2 separate regions of the Rattus norvegicus genome follow, and region 2 is linked to region 1. A link is a contact called in public Hi-C data. All regions are on one chromosome and are shown on one strand. The core of a region is the stretch at or near the end of the contact, and the rest is flanking DNA. Distances in the headings are between cores, read along the strand shown. Region 1 has its middle 170 kb from the start of Asap1. Region 2 has its middle 260 kb from the start of Asap1.

What was found. A called contact is a pair of places that touch in the nucleus more often than the background predicts.
Region 2: a Hi-C map of the A7r5 cell line shows a contact between it and region 1, with 1.8 times the contacts expected there. The contact joins two enhancer-like sites. A contact is called at or near these places in 3 of 12 Hi-C or Micro-C datasets (the A7r5 cell line, liver and psoas muscle).

What each region holds. Positions count from the first base shown.
Region 1 is chr7:98,149,981-98,156,758 of GRCr8, reverse strand. No RefSeq gene overlaps it. Among named protein-coding and RNA genes, the nearest start is that of Asap1, 170 kb to the right of the region's middle. Within about 2 kb of position 2,333, at least 9 of the 93 cell types and tissues checked have an H3K27ac peak or open chromatin away from gene starts, as enhancers often do. A contact at or near this core is called in the A7r5 cell line, where this site is marked.
Region 2 is chr7:98,243,270-98,250,047 of GRCr8, reverse strand. No RefSeq gene overlaps it. Among named protein-coding and RNA genes, the nearest start is that of Asap1, 260 kb to the right of the region's middle. Within about 2 kb of position 3,942, at least 12 of the 93 cell types and tissues checked have an H3K27ac peak or open chromatin away from gene starts, as enhancers often do. A contact at or near this core is called in the A7r5 cell line, where this site is marked.

The DNA of each region.
Region 1 (6,778 bases), core at 1,084-3,583:
TCCATGATTCTCATAAAATCCCTGACGCCCCAAACACAGACTGAGAGGCCGTGGAGAATGACCTGTTCAAACTCCCTCCATTGTAGATGAGAAAATATGGTTCAGAAAATGCAGGTGGTTGGGCCAAGGTCACACAGAGTAAGATGGAATCTCTCATCTTCTTGGCTTGCCACATCCCACATGGCCCCTGAGAAGCTTAAAGTAGAGATTTATAGACTCTGGAGATCAGAGACAGAGCAAACCCCCACCATCACCCTTTCAATTCCAACATTACACTGGGTCATAAGAGGGGCTAGGAAAACCAGTTACCCCAATGATTTATGACGCAGGAATAGAGACCACCTCTTGTGCCCAGCCCTGAAGCACATTCCACTTCAGTCTTGAAGACAACACTCAGTGTCCCTGGTCTGCTGGCCAGATGCTAGCACGGACTGCTGCCTTCATGTCCCGGCACAGTAGCCCATACAGCCCTAGGTTCACGTGGTCTTGTTTGTGAGGAACCAGAGCTCCAGGCTGATCATGAAAAAGACACAGTTTACTTTTTGGCTTTTGCATCTGGAAAAGGACGAATCCCAGATTGTGCTGTTGGCATGGGGGGGGGGGAGGTTATGCTACTGCCTGAGAAGCCAAGGGCAGCTGCAGACCCTGGAGAGAGTCACAGAACAATCAACTGTGACTCACCATCCTCTGGTTTAGGGGCCTCAACTTACAGATGGTATTCATTTGACCAGAGGTCACAGGAAGTCACAGCCAAACAGAACCCTAGAGGACATTTTGGCCATCCCTCCTTTAAGATGAGTCAGAAAGAAGGAAAAATAAGTCACACGAGGTTATAGTCAGGGAACAGGCAGAACCAAGCCCCTCAGATTTCAAGGGTGGTTCTTCCACTGAAGCCCTTCATCTCCATCAAGCAAGAGCAGAAGCTTACTGGTCCACCACTTGTTATCTGAAAGGCAAGATAAGCCCTTCTCTCTGTATACCATCCACCTTCTTCCGTCCAACCGAGGCAACTTCCCTTTTATCTGGGACAAAGGGTTTTTTTTTGGCTAACTTTCAGGTTTGGAAAATCAGTTATTGCTGACTCAGAGTGTGTTCGATAAAGATAAGATGGAGGAAATAGCATGTCATAACCTCAGGGAGCCCAGTGGTTAGAGAGGTAGGGGGAAGAAAAATGGGAAGAAATGATAAAAGAAGGCTGCACAGCAGTGAAGCAGAAACATGGTTCTTCACAGTCGCTTAAGAGAACTGAAAGAATTGGAAAGTAGAAGGGCCAGTGCAGGGGGCCTGGTCAAACTTCACACCTGACATCACCATCCCTGTATGGAGGAGGGCATTGCCATGGATACCGGAATCATGAGAGATGGCTAGCAGATGGGTTTATGGGCATAGCCTCACCATGCTTCCACTAATTTAGCAACCACAATAGAGTCCTGGCAGCTATGCCATCTTCCACTCGGCTATTATAGACAAGATGTCGGGGTCCAAGACACATAAAGCTACTGAGGTTGTGTCCTCCCATATTTTGTGCTTCCCTAAGCTATGAAAAAGCACTGGGCAAGAGTATCAGGATAGAAATGTACTCCCTGGAGACTCACCTAGAAGCAGATGTGAAACTGGCAGAGGGAGACAGGAAGATAACTTAGAGGACAATGGAGCCAGAGGCAGAAAGCTGCTAACAACTGAAAATGTCTCAGGGAGAGGTCATTTGTTTTATTCGGCAGCTGTTTGGAGTTCTCACAGTATACAGGCAGGGTGATGGATTTGACAGCCCCAGCACATTTCCAGAGAGAGTAGCAAAGTCAGTCACTTCACAGAAAAGTCAAAATCCAAGGTTTATGTCTAAGGAATCTCTAGGCTCCTGACTTTTGTTCCTCCCCCCAGCATGGCTCCCTCAAACTTTTCCTCTTCTCCAGCTCTCCACAGCCCACTGCAAAAGCCCTTCTCATAGGGGACTGGTGAGCATTTTTCTTAGCTTTGTGTAGCCCACACTCGCACACACATACCAAAAACATGCGGTCAGGCAGGTTCTCTGCTTCTTCATGATTAGACTGATCAGACACCATACCTGATCACAGGAAACCAGGAGTGAGCCTGACACTTATCCTCCTTATCCTTCCACACAACGGTGAGTGAACTTTAGCCTCCAAAATAAGTCACTCTGCACACATCACTTCCTCTTGCTGTGCCTCAGACTCCGGGTCTGTAAACTAGAACCTCTTTGGAGATGACCTCATTTGTGAGAGCTATCCTTGAAGCAGCGCCTTTGAGGGTTGAGGCATGTGGCTGGTGAGGGCCAACGGTTCAGCACACAGCATCTTTCCATCTCCCACAACACAGGGCAGGATCATCAGACATATTTGTTTCATCCAGAGCCCATCAGGCCCCAGGAGACCAGCTCTGTTAGCTGAGTCATATCTCAGCTGACAGATGCTGTTTTAGCTCCTCGGAGCATTGGAACAGGGACCCAAGGGGAAACTCCTGCAAGCCCCTAATGGAAGAAGGACTCAACCCCATGCATGACCTTTTCTGAACAGGAAGTACAGTGTGGCCCGAATATACCTCCCTTCTGCATGCTAGGGTTCTAGCAGCCGCTCCCAGAACAAATCTCTGCCAGGCGAATCAAGGCTCATGCACAGGCCTGAGAGTTGGCAGAGAGGGAATTGTCCCCAGCCAGGGATGGGTTTTCATTACCAGCCCACCCAAGTGCTACTTGGCTGCTGGTGCCTCTGAGCTTTTCAGGAGTGAAAATGAGAGAGGGGGCAGAGGAAGTCCTGGCGGGCTTAGGACCCCTCCTGCTTTGTTCAAGGACACAGAAGTGGGTCCAGCATGCCTTTGGGTTGGAAAACGGAATGTCAGCACAGGGCAGATTCCTGATGCATGTGCCCCAGATGTTTCTAGACTATTTGTTTGTGTTAATGGAAAATGGCTGCATTAATAACCTTTATAAGTATTCCTATAGGGAGTTTGTGTCTACATGCCTCATATTTGCTTGTGGGTTTAGGAGGGAAGGAAAGAACATTAGACACAGGGAAAAGGCCAGGAAGTGACCTTGTCCAAGTAACAGCTGGTGGCAAAAGCCTGAGTCAACACTTTTTCTTACATGATTTGTCCAACAATTAAATATTCATAGCGCACCAAAGCTCTTTTTATTATTATCTCAATTAAACCCTATGACAAGGAGGAGGTCAACCTCAGAGAAAGCAGTGTCCTACCCAGCCAGCCCCATACCTAGTAACAGCAGGGCAACAATTGAACATGGAGTTTCAGACTCCAGATCAAAAACCTCCCCACAATGCTACTCCACATGGAACTGACAAGCACATGCGAAGACCACAGGGACCTTACAAGGGTCACTAATGTAAACATCTGCCTTGTGTCAACACTTCCCTTTCACGTCTTAAACTGGACCAAATTGCCAAGTCCGTTTCTGACTTATAGGAGAAGCACCGTATCCTGGCCTGCAAGAATCCTTCAACATCTCCACTTCCCAACGTCTCCTGGAGATGAGTAACTGAGCTATGACTAAGCCTGTGCTTAGGCAAAGCAAGAAGGATATTGACACAGCCAGGGCCAGGGCCAACTGCACACAAGTAAATGACCTAGGCTCTCTCTCTTTGTTTTCTAGTTCTCGGCCAGGATCAGAGGCATTGTAAGGACAGCTTTAGCAATGCCCTGGGCACAGTGCTGACTCTCACTGAATGATAATGAATCCTGGGTACCTATAGAGTAGTTGCTCAACTGAGAAGTGAATGTACCTCTCACGCTCTAGGACACTGAGACTCAGCAGGAGCCAACTTTGATTTTAAATATGATGGTCATATAGCAAACTATTATTTGTGTGTTTGTAGAAGCTGAAGCTGGTCACTTTGTCTTATAGAAATATGCAAATGACACAGGAATTATGGCTTGAGGAAGCACGCTGTAACCTTTCATCTTCTCATATTGAATCCTAGAACTAGGTGGGATCTAGCAGAATCATAAGTTCAGAACATGCACTAAGCATGATGAGGACCAAATAATCTCCAATGACTAATAACTGCATGCCATGTCTGCCAGGTGCTGGGCTAGCATGCATTCATACATACACACATACATACATACATACATACATACATACATACATACATACATACATACATGTATAATACACACATATACAGATAGATAGATAGATAGATAGATAGATAGATAGATAGATAGATAGATACATACATACATACATACATACATACATACATACATACATACATAGAATGAATTTCAGGTCTTTGTGGTCACCTTCCCCAGAGACAGGACAGGACAGGGAAAAGAATATAAACTCAGGACTTGTATGAGATGAGCTATAATTCTGGCTTAGCGCTTGTATGATTTCAGGCAAGTGGCTCTTCTCAGAAATCTGTAGAGAAGAGGGAAATGAGACCAACTTCACATGAATCTTTCTATCAGACAAAATGCCTACAGCATCTTAGATGCTCTCAGGTTCTGAGAACGGGCACTAGAAACAAATTCTGGTTCTTGTTTCTTCTATGGAATTACCTCTCAGCAGTCTGCTGGTTCTTGTCTAGGCATTTCCTCCCTGCATCATCTTCGTGTCTCTTTTGGCTGGTTCCACTGCTGCCTATCAACCACTGCGAAGCATACTTCTGCCTTCCACTTTGGTGCGATGCTTCCACATAGCCTAGTCTATAGGTGAGAAAACTGAACCCTAATACAGACAGTGATCTGTTCAAGATCTCATCAGTGAAGAACAAGTGTGGAACTGACCCGTTATCACATATCTAGCTCCATCTCCATTCACAGTTACAATAATAATTCACTTAGCACTAAATTATACCCCACACAATGGTACCGATGATACTGGTGGATACTTTTAAGAAACGCATGTCCTAATGGGAGAATTATGGTTCATATTGAGTTTACTCTGTATTCTTGGTATTGTGGAAAATAGTGGAAACACAAGGTGAGCCTGACAGACATGGATCCCCTAAGAGAGTGAACACTTTTGAGGGCAGGTGTTGTACATGTATTAAAATAAAATATTTTAATTTTTATTAAAATCTGATGAGGGAATCCAGCTACTTTCATAAGGAAAGTAGCAGTTAGCAGTGCTGAGACCTCAGGAGAAGAGAGAGTATTCATTTGGAACAGGACTGACAAGGGACAGGAGTGAGCTGAAGAGAAGAGACAACGGTTGTCTTGAAGAACCAGAGAATATAAGATCTGTGTGTCTTGAACACCGTGGGAGATGTTGGTGGGGCCTCAGAGAGTCTGGAGAAGTAGGGTTGGGTCATAGAGAGACTACAAGGCAGACTAAAAAGACTATGTTGTAATAAGGCCAACGCAAGATCTCCAAAGTGTCTTAAACAAAGAATAGAACAGTGACATGTGGAATGATTACTCAGACTTTAGTTTGGAGGAAGGATTGAGAGAGAGAGGGATACACAGATACACAAGGTTCAGATCAGTAAGGTAATTGCTCCACTGGCAGCAAGGAGATATTAATACTGTTCAGTGATTACTAACAAATGTGCACCAGCCAAATAGAATAGAAGAGTCCAGAAAGCTAAGCTGCTATGTGGCTTACAGGATAATCATAGGAGAGTTGTTAATGGAGGCAATGGCTCTTAATTAGTTCACAAAGACTTATTTCAATATTACATTTACTCTGACTCATTTGCATACACTGTGTGTGGGTGCGTGTGTGTGCATGCCTGTGTGTGTGTGCTTCTGTGTGTGTGTGTGTGTGTGTGTGTGTGTGTGTGTGTGTTAGAATGGAGTTAAAATGGAGTGTTTATAAGCCTAGAGGATGAGTATGCAGGCTTTCATGTATGTTAGTCCAGGACCAAGCAAAGGGCTTTCCTGTTCAAGGTCTAAATCTTGGACTCCTGGTGAGATGACATCGCTGTCACATTGAAGAATGGAGTCACTGTTGTTTCAAAAGGACACCTGACTGTGAACTGACTGCTGATCACAGCCAAAGCTGGAAGTCAAGTTCAAAAACACCTGCTGGGGCAGCCAGACTTTGTCTTGGACTCAACCACAGTGGCTCTTAATATTCTAGATATCTCAATATCTAGATACTCTCAATATTCTATATCTTTCCCTTTTCCTAGGAACTTAGGAAAGAAATTTTAATTCTGCTTCACTCTTGGTTTTGCATTCTCTGCAAATGTTAACCCCACTCCCAGCTCTTTTTAAACTCCCACCTGTACCTTGCAAGGACTCCAGATTCTCTTAGCAGGCAACAGTGACCCCAAGGGAGATCTCAGGTTTGAGTGTCCTGTTTACTAATTTGGAAACTAAAGTAATAAAACCAGAGGAGTAGCCATTCATTCATTCATTTATTCATTCATTCATTCATGTTTTCCTGCTAAGGTATAATATGATGGTGTTCATCCTTGATTCCTTAGTTTAACACTCTTTCTACAACGTGGTATACAATTAGTATACACACACACACACACACACACACACACATATATATACATATATATATATATATATATATCTTCAATCGTTGTAATAATATAACATGACCAAGGCAACTTATAAAAGAAAACATTTAATTGATCTTATGGCTTCAGAGGATTAGAGTTCAGGATGGTGGAAGGAAAAGACAGTTATAATATAGTGTTTTCTGTAGGTTACATGGTTTTCCTCCCATGCTCCTGCTCATGGAATAACAACTCTGAGAGTTAAATACACTTACAAACACCTTGGCTAAAAGCTGAGCCTGGATCAGAAGGTAAGAAATTTGGGAGCGATAGAGGCAGAGGTA
Region 2 (6,778 bases), core at 2,693-5,192, 92 kb before region 1:
CCCTAACCCCAGCAAGACATGGATCCAGAAGTCTCTGCATTTCTGGGTGAGGAGAAGCCAACCACACTGAAAAACACATCTGCCCTCACAAGGCTCTCTTTGGTCAAAGCCAAATTTCACAGAGTTGGTGGCTCGAATAGCAGAAACTTACTTCTCACACTTCAAGAGCCCATGTAGCCCATAATTAATGTACAGTTGATTTGTTTCCTTTTGAAGCCTCTCTTCCTGGTTTTCATGACCACATTCTTGATAGATCTTCACATGGCCTTTTTTCAGAGTATACAGAGAAAAAGCTCAATCTCTCTCTGTATCTCTGACTCTGTCTCTCTTTCACACACACACACACACACACACACACACACACACACACCACCCTCTCTTTCATCTTTCCTAAGGCTAATTGACTCTATTAACTTAAAACATGTCCATTGCAATTTTGTTTAACTTCAGGAACCTAACTAAAGGTATCATCTTACCATCATATCAATGGTTAGAGCTTGCTTCAGCCTATGAATTTTGAAGTAACAAGATTCAATATATACTCATCATCTTCCACAGCATCCCTCTATCACCTTTATTTTCTGCCTTACCTTCTTTTGTCTAGTTCCCTCTCCCCTCTCTCCCTGCCATTCAGTTAGCCCATGGAACTACACATACATCATTTCTGTTGTATGAAGCAAATCTTCCCACCTACAGTTGTAGCCCCCAGGCTCCCATGTTCAAATCACCCAATGTACCCAAAAAAAAAAAAACTCAACCCCATCCTTCCTTTATAGAAATAAGAATTTGGAACACTTGTTGAACGTATCTCTCTATAGCTGCCATTCACTGGCCCTACCTCTTCTGGAATACATCAGTTTGCTTGGTACAATAATTTTATTCTTCTCAAATGCCAAAAATATCAGAGATATGCCATAAATATTTTTCTCACTCACAGGTCTATAAATCACCTAGTTGTCTGGAGCAGCTGCTTACAAGTGTAGTCAAGTTCAGGTCTGTCCCACAGTTCTCTCCTTCCACATCTGGTTGCTGCCTGAAGTTAACTCTCCTTTCCAAAAACATAAGAAATGCCACTAAGATTTACTTGATTCTGCTTCTGTGTGTCCACACACTTGATAGAAGCCAAAGTCCGTCATCTCAGCAAGTCCATCAAAGGAACATGAGACATGGAAATGTAGCCTCCCGCTTAGGGAAAAGGGTAGTTAGATAATAGCATGGGGGTGGGATTGGTGGGCACACAATATGGTCAGCCATATGGATTAAATGGGGGAAACATAATGCCCTGCTGCCCAAAGCACTCTTGGTAGTTGTTTAAAGATAGATTCAAAATGCCATTGTATTCAATGACTCAGTAAGCGCCCCTACTTCCCAGTCTCATCATCTGGGCACCACCGAGAAAAGTTTCATCATGATGTGTAGACTGTGCCTTATGTGAAAGGAAATGGAGAGCTTGCAGGTATGGGACAATGGAACACTAGCTTCTCTGATCTAGAGGGTCTTAGGTCAGAGTTTCTGCCTCACAGTATGGTACACTAAAGTTACAAAAGGGATTCATGGCCAAAGGCATTGTGCCTTGAAAAACTATCCCTACATGCTCCTGGCTGCTATCCCAACTTAAAGACCAGTATTTGAACACAATGGGGCTCCTCACGGCTTCCTTCTGTGAAGCTCAGCCTCAGATATCTCATACAGACCCTCCCCTCTGGTGCTGGAAGACCCTTTTGAGGGCATTCCCTCTAAATAGTCTCCATGCATCCAAACATCCCCTTTCAAAGAAAGATGCTCGCCTCTCCCAAGCAGCTCAGGTACCTTTGAACATCTGTAACTGCTCTTTGTTTCATTGGCCAAGAATTCTGTCTATTCCTAATACCACAGCCTCTGTCCTAGGTCCTGGATACAGAGAAGAGTCAGACATGGTTTGCCCCTTGGGAAGACTCAGCACAGCGAAGATGACAAAGAAACACTGTGTGGACAGTATGTATGGTTTTGTGTTTCAACAACTCCTTTTTTGTGTTGAGTTGAAGATTTTCTTATATAGTTCCTTAGGTTTCTGTTGCTGTGATAAAACAAAAACAACTTTAAAGTAAAGTGTTTCTTTTAGCTACAAGTTTCACATTACAGTATATCACTACGGCAAGCCAGGGCAAGGATTCAAACAGGGCGGCAATAGAAACAGGAGCTGGTGCAGAGGTCATGCTTAACTGGCTTGCCCCTCATGGCTTTGCTCAGCATGTCTTTGTACTGCATCCAGGACCAGCAGCCCTGAGATGACACTACCCACAGTGGGTTTGGTCCTCCCAAATCAATCACTAGAACAATGCCCTACAGGCTTTCCTGCTGACCAAGCTTATGAAGCCATTTTTTTTTTTCTGCTGAGGTTCTCTCCTCCCAAATGATTCTCGTCTGTGCCAAGTTGACAAAAACAAATAAACAAGCAAGCCAACACACATAGTTTTAATCTGTTTGTTGTGGGGGGCATGTCTGTAGGCCAAGAACTAAATCTTTCTTCTATGTAGCATCCCACCCAATATTTGAATTTACTGATAATTCGTCCCTACGTACGAGGTCTGTGAGTCTGATTTCTCCCCAAAGATTGGCTTTATCTGTGGTAGATAATCAGGGGTTTTGGGAGCCAGACGTTTTGGGGTATGAATCCCCCAAGCCACAATATACTGTGCTATTGGAATCTGATCTCTCATAGGGTCTATTTCCAGATCTGCAAACAGAGACTGCAAGTGTCACTTGTCCTGTGATGGTAGAGATGGCATGAGCTTTACACTACCATAAGCCTCTCACAGACAAATTCGGTGTGGTTCTTCTAGCCTCTGTACCCTCAGTTCACCAGCAAATGTTTTTTGTTTTTTGTTTTCACCTTCAGTAACCTTTTTTTTTTCCTAAAAGATGTGTTATTTTCCACTTAACCACCAGGTGGCAGTGTCTTAGACCCCTGGGGTTTCTTTCCTGCAGTAAAAATGATAATGGAAAAACACCACTATGTTAAAGCACAGCTAGAAAGTGACAACCGGCTTCCAAAGCTCAAACATAATAAAATTCACTCATAAAACAGAGGCTCCCGGGGGTATTTTGTTTGCTTTACAGCTGGGTACAGCATGACAAAGTGACAGCAGCCTGGTGATTCCTGAGCAGAGGGTACAGCAAGGAAGGAAGGAATGGTTGATGAAGAAAACCAAAATCAATGGGAGGAGTCGGGAAGTAGCTACAAGGGAGTTGAACATTAAATTCAAATATTTTCCATTTAAAAGCCACTGCCTATAGAAACGAAGAAAGTAAGAATCTGAAATCGAATCCCACATGTTCAGGAATGACCAACCCTAAAGCAGCAGTTCTCAAGCTGTGGGTTGCAACCCCTTTGGGAGTCAGACAACCACAGACGTCGCCTAAGACCATCAGAAAACACAGATATTTACATTATGATTCATAACAGTAACAAAATTACAGTGATGAGGTAGCATTGAAATGATTTTATGGTCTTTATGGTCGGGGGCAGGAGTGTGACCAAAACTGAGGAACTGTATTAAAGGGCCGTAGCATTAGGAAGGTTGAGAACCACTATATTAAACAAAGGCCAGTACACAAGACTCTAATATGTGGAGTTCAAGCTGTGATTTTGCCATTTGTTCCCTGTTTAATTGAGTTGAAAATTACATACTATGTGTCTTTCATGGTGTCTGGCCCAGGCATGCTAACATCTACACTAATGTTCAAAAAGCTTCAGCCATCAAATCCTCCGAGACATCATGGAAGCATGAGAGAGGACTGTGAAAGCTTCGCCGAGACAAAGGGAGAGAATGGTTCATTTGTGCCAAGGGGGAGTGGTCTGCACTGTTGATTGGATAGTGACCGGCCAGGGGAGTGGCCTGCACTGGTGATTGAATAGTGATGGGTATAGGAGAGGGACAGAGAGAGCAAGCAGTCCAGATGGAGGGAGAAAATACCAGAGGAATGAGTAATCCTATGAGAATAACAACTTGGATTCAGAAGACAGGGAAGAAAGTGACCGGCAAGGGGCCAGGAAACTAAAGCCCCCGTTTGCCAAGACAGCTTGAGGGAAAGACTTCAAAAGACTTAGCTGGAGAGATCAGTAAGGGTTGATCTGTGCGAGTACAAGGGAGGGGACAGGCTCACCTAAGCAGCCATCTTGGTGATAAGGGTAGGAAGGAGGTGCAGGAGTAAGAGACCCTCAGGAGAGCACTGAGTTCCCTCACTCAGATGAGGGAAAGAAAGATGAGGACAATGAATGAGATTCAAGAGCAAGCCAAGTGTCTAGTCTGGAATGTAAAGGAAGTGAACTGCAAAGAGCAGGGAGACAAACCTAAGTTATTTTTTTCTTCAATAATTTATTTTTTATTCACTTTACATTCCCCCCTCCTTCCTTTCTTCCCAGTCCCACCTTCACAAATCCCTCCTCCACTGTCCCCTCCCCTTCTCCTCAAAGAACAGGGAGCCTCCCTTGGGTACCACCCCACCCTGGGCCATCCAGTCCCAGCAGGACTAAACGCCTCCTCTCCCACTGAGACCCAACCAAGCAGTCCAGTTAGGGGAAGGTGATCCAAAAGGAGGTAACAGAGTCATAAATAGCCCCTGCACTATTTATTAAGGGGCCCACATGAAGACCAAGCTGGACATATGCTACACATATGCAAAGGGTCTAGGTCCAGCCACTGCATGCTCTTTGGTTAGTGGCCCAATCTCTGTAAGCTCCCCTGAGTCCAGGTTCATTGACACTGTAGGCCTTTGTGTGGTGTCTTTGACCCCTCCTGCCAGTTCAATTCTGTTCCCCACTCTTCCACAACATTCTCAGAGGCCCCTCCTGATCTTTGGCTGTATTTCTCTGCATCTGTTTTCATCCACTGCTGGGATGAAGCTTCTCAAGAGACAGTTATGCCAGGCTCCTGTCTACAAGTATAGCAGAGCATCATTAATAGTGTCTGGGCTTGGCTATCACATGCACTGGGTCTCAAGCTGGTTGGCTCTTCCCCTCAGTCTCTACTGCATTTTTATCCCTGCACAGCTTATAGACAAATTGATGTCCCCATCCCGCCTTTGGAAGTTCTTCCTCTATACAGGAGGTTGAGAAGGTAAAAACTGTTGAGAGAGTTGTCAGAGCACTATGGGCTTGACCAGGATAAAGAGGTGGGTTGTATGACAACATAAAGGCATGTGAAGGACCCGAGATTAACTTGGTGATAGAGCATACATATGGCCCTATGCCCAAACCGCAGAGTAAACCAGTGAGACTCACCGAGAGAGGGAGAGGGAGGCAGGAGATATGAAAGGAGAGGAGAAGAGAAGAGCAAATGAGAGGGAAAGGAAGCAGAGAAAGAGAATATATATTTAATCCCTTGTTCTAGGTCTACTCTCTTGGAATTCCCCATATTAAGCTCAAGGCTATAGTCCACAATCTATGGTAACAATATGATTCATGGTGGGTGATATGATTCATGGTGGGGGACATACCACCACCTTGAAGACTGGGGTTTCAAGTCATGAAATTTGGTCTTTGAGGAACATTTGATCAATACCATTATAATGACGATGATGTTGGTAATAATTACAGCATCGTTGAGTCCTGTGAGAACTTCTGGGAAATAACACAGCCTGAAAGTCCTGGAAACTTCCTAACAGGTAGAGAAATGCAATGCCCATAGAAGCTGGAAGTCTGTTCAGGCAGGAACACGAATAATACCCAGCACTGTGCTGATAGCATAACTGATGTTGTCTTTTATAAACCTCAAGTAAGCCATCGTTTAAGAATAATTGCTTCTGTTTTGTAGGTGAGAGAGAATCATACGTGTGTGTCAACTGATGAGCCCAATACCTCACAATTATTATTCAAACCAGCTCCTCTGACTTCCAAGCAGATGCTGCCAAAATTGGGTGCACAATGAGGAACAAAGTTAATGCTGAATTTTTTAAATATTTATTTATTTATTTATTATATACAAATACAGTGTAGCTGTCTTTAGACACATCAGAAGAGGACATCAGACCTCATTACAGATGGTTGTGACCACCGTGTGGCTGCTGGGATTTCATCTCAGGACCTCTGGAAGAGCAGTCGGTGCTCTTAACTACTGAGCCATCTCTCCAGCCCTAATGCTGAATTTTTAACAATAGAGGTTTTTTTTTTTCATCTTGTTCGTTTTTCTGGTCTCCATATATCCTGGTATCCTGTGTTCCTATCCCTGCATTTGAGCAGCAGGTAAAACATTCAATGCTTATTGGATGATAAGAAAGATAACCCAGGGGGAAGAAAAACAAACAATGCACTCTGCTTTAAAAGCCTGACCCTCTTACAAAGACAAAAGGGCCTGTGTGGTGTGCAGTGAGCATGGACTGTGTTTCAGGCTCTCTGAGACCACAGGAAGCAGTTTGCCTGGACTGGAATAAGGACACAGAATTTATTAAAATGAGTGTCTTTTGTTTGCCCCAGGATAGCCTATGTGACAGTGAGATTGCCCACAGGTCAAAGCTCAGAATTCTTTGGAAGCAGAGGGGACATCTGTGCATTGGATGCATGTGTCTGTGAGGAAGCCAACCGAGTCCCCAAGTCTCACTGTGTCATCAGGCAGCAGAACGAGTCTGGAAATGGCTGTTCCTTTACAGCAGAATGAGGCCAAAACCAGTCATGTGTTCTCTGTCCCTAGCCAAAGGAGACTGACTCATGATCAGAGGCAGGAGAGGACACGGGCTGAAGCACAGATGGGAACATCACCTCTGGCAATAACAACACAGAATGCCTCTGCTCAGCACCTTA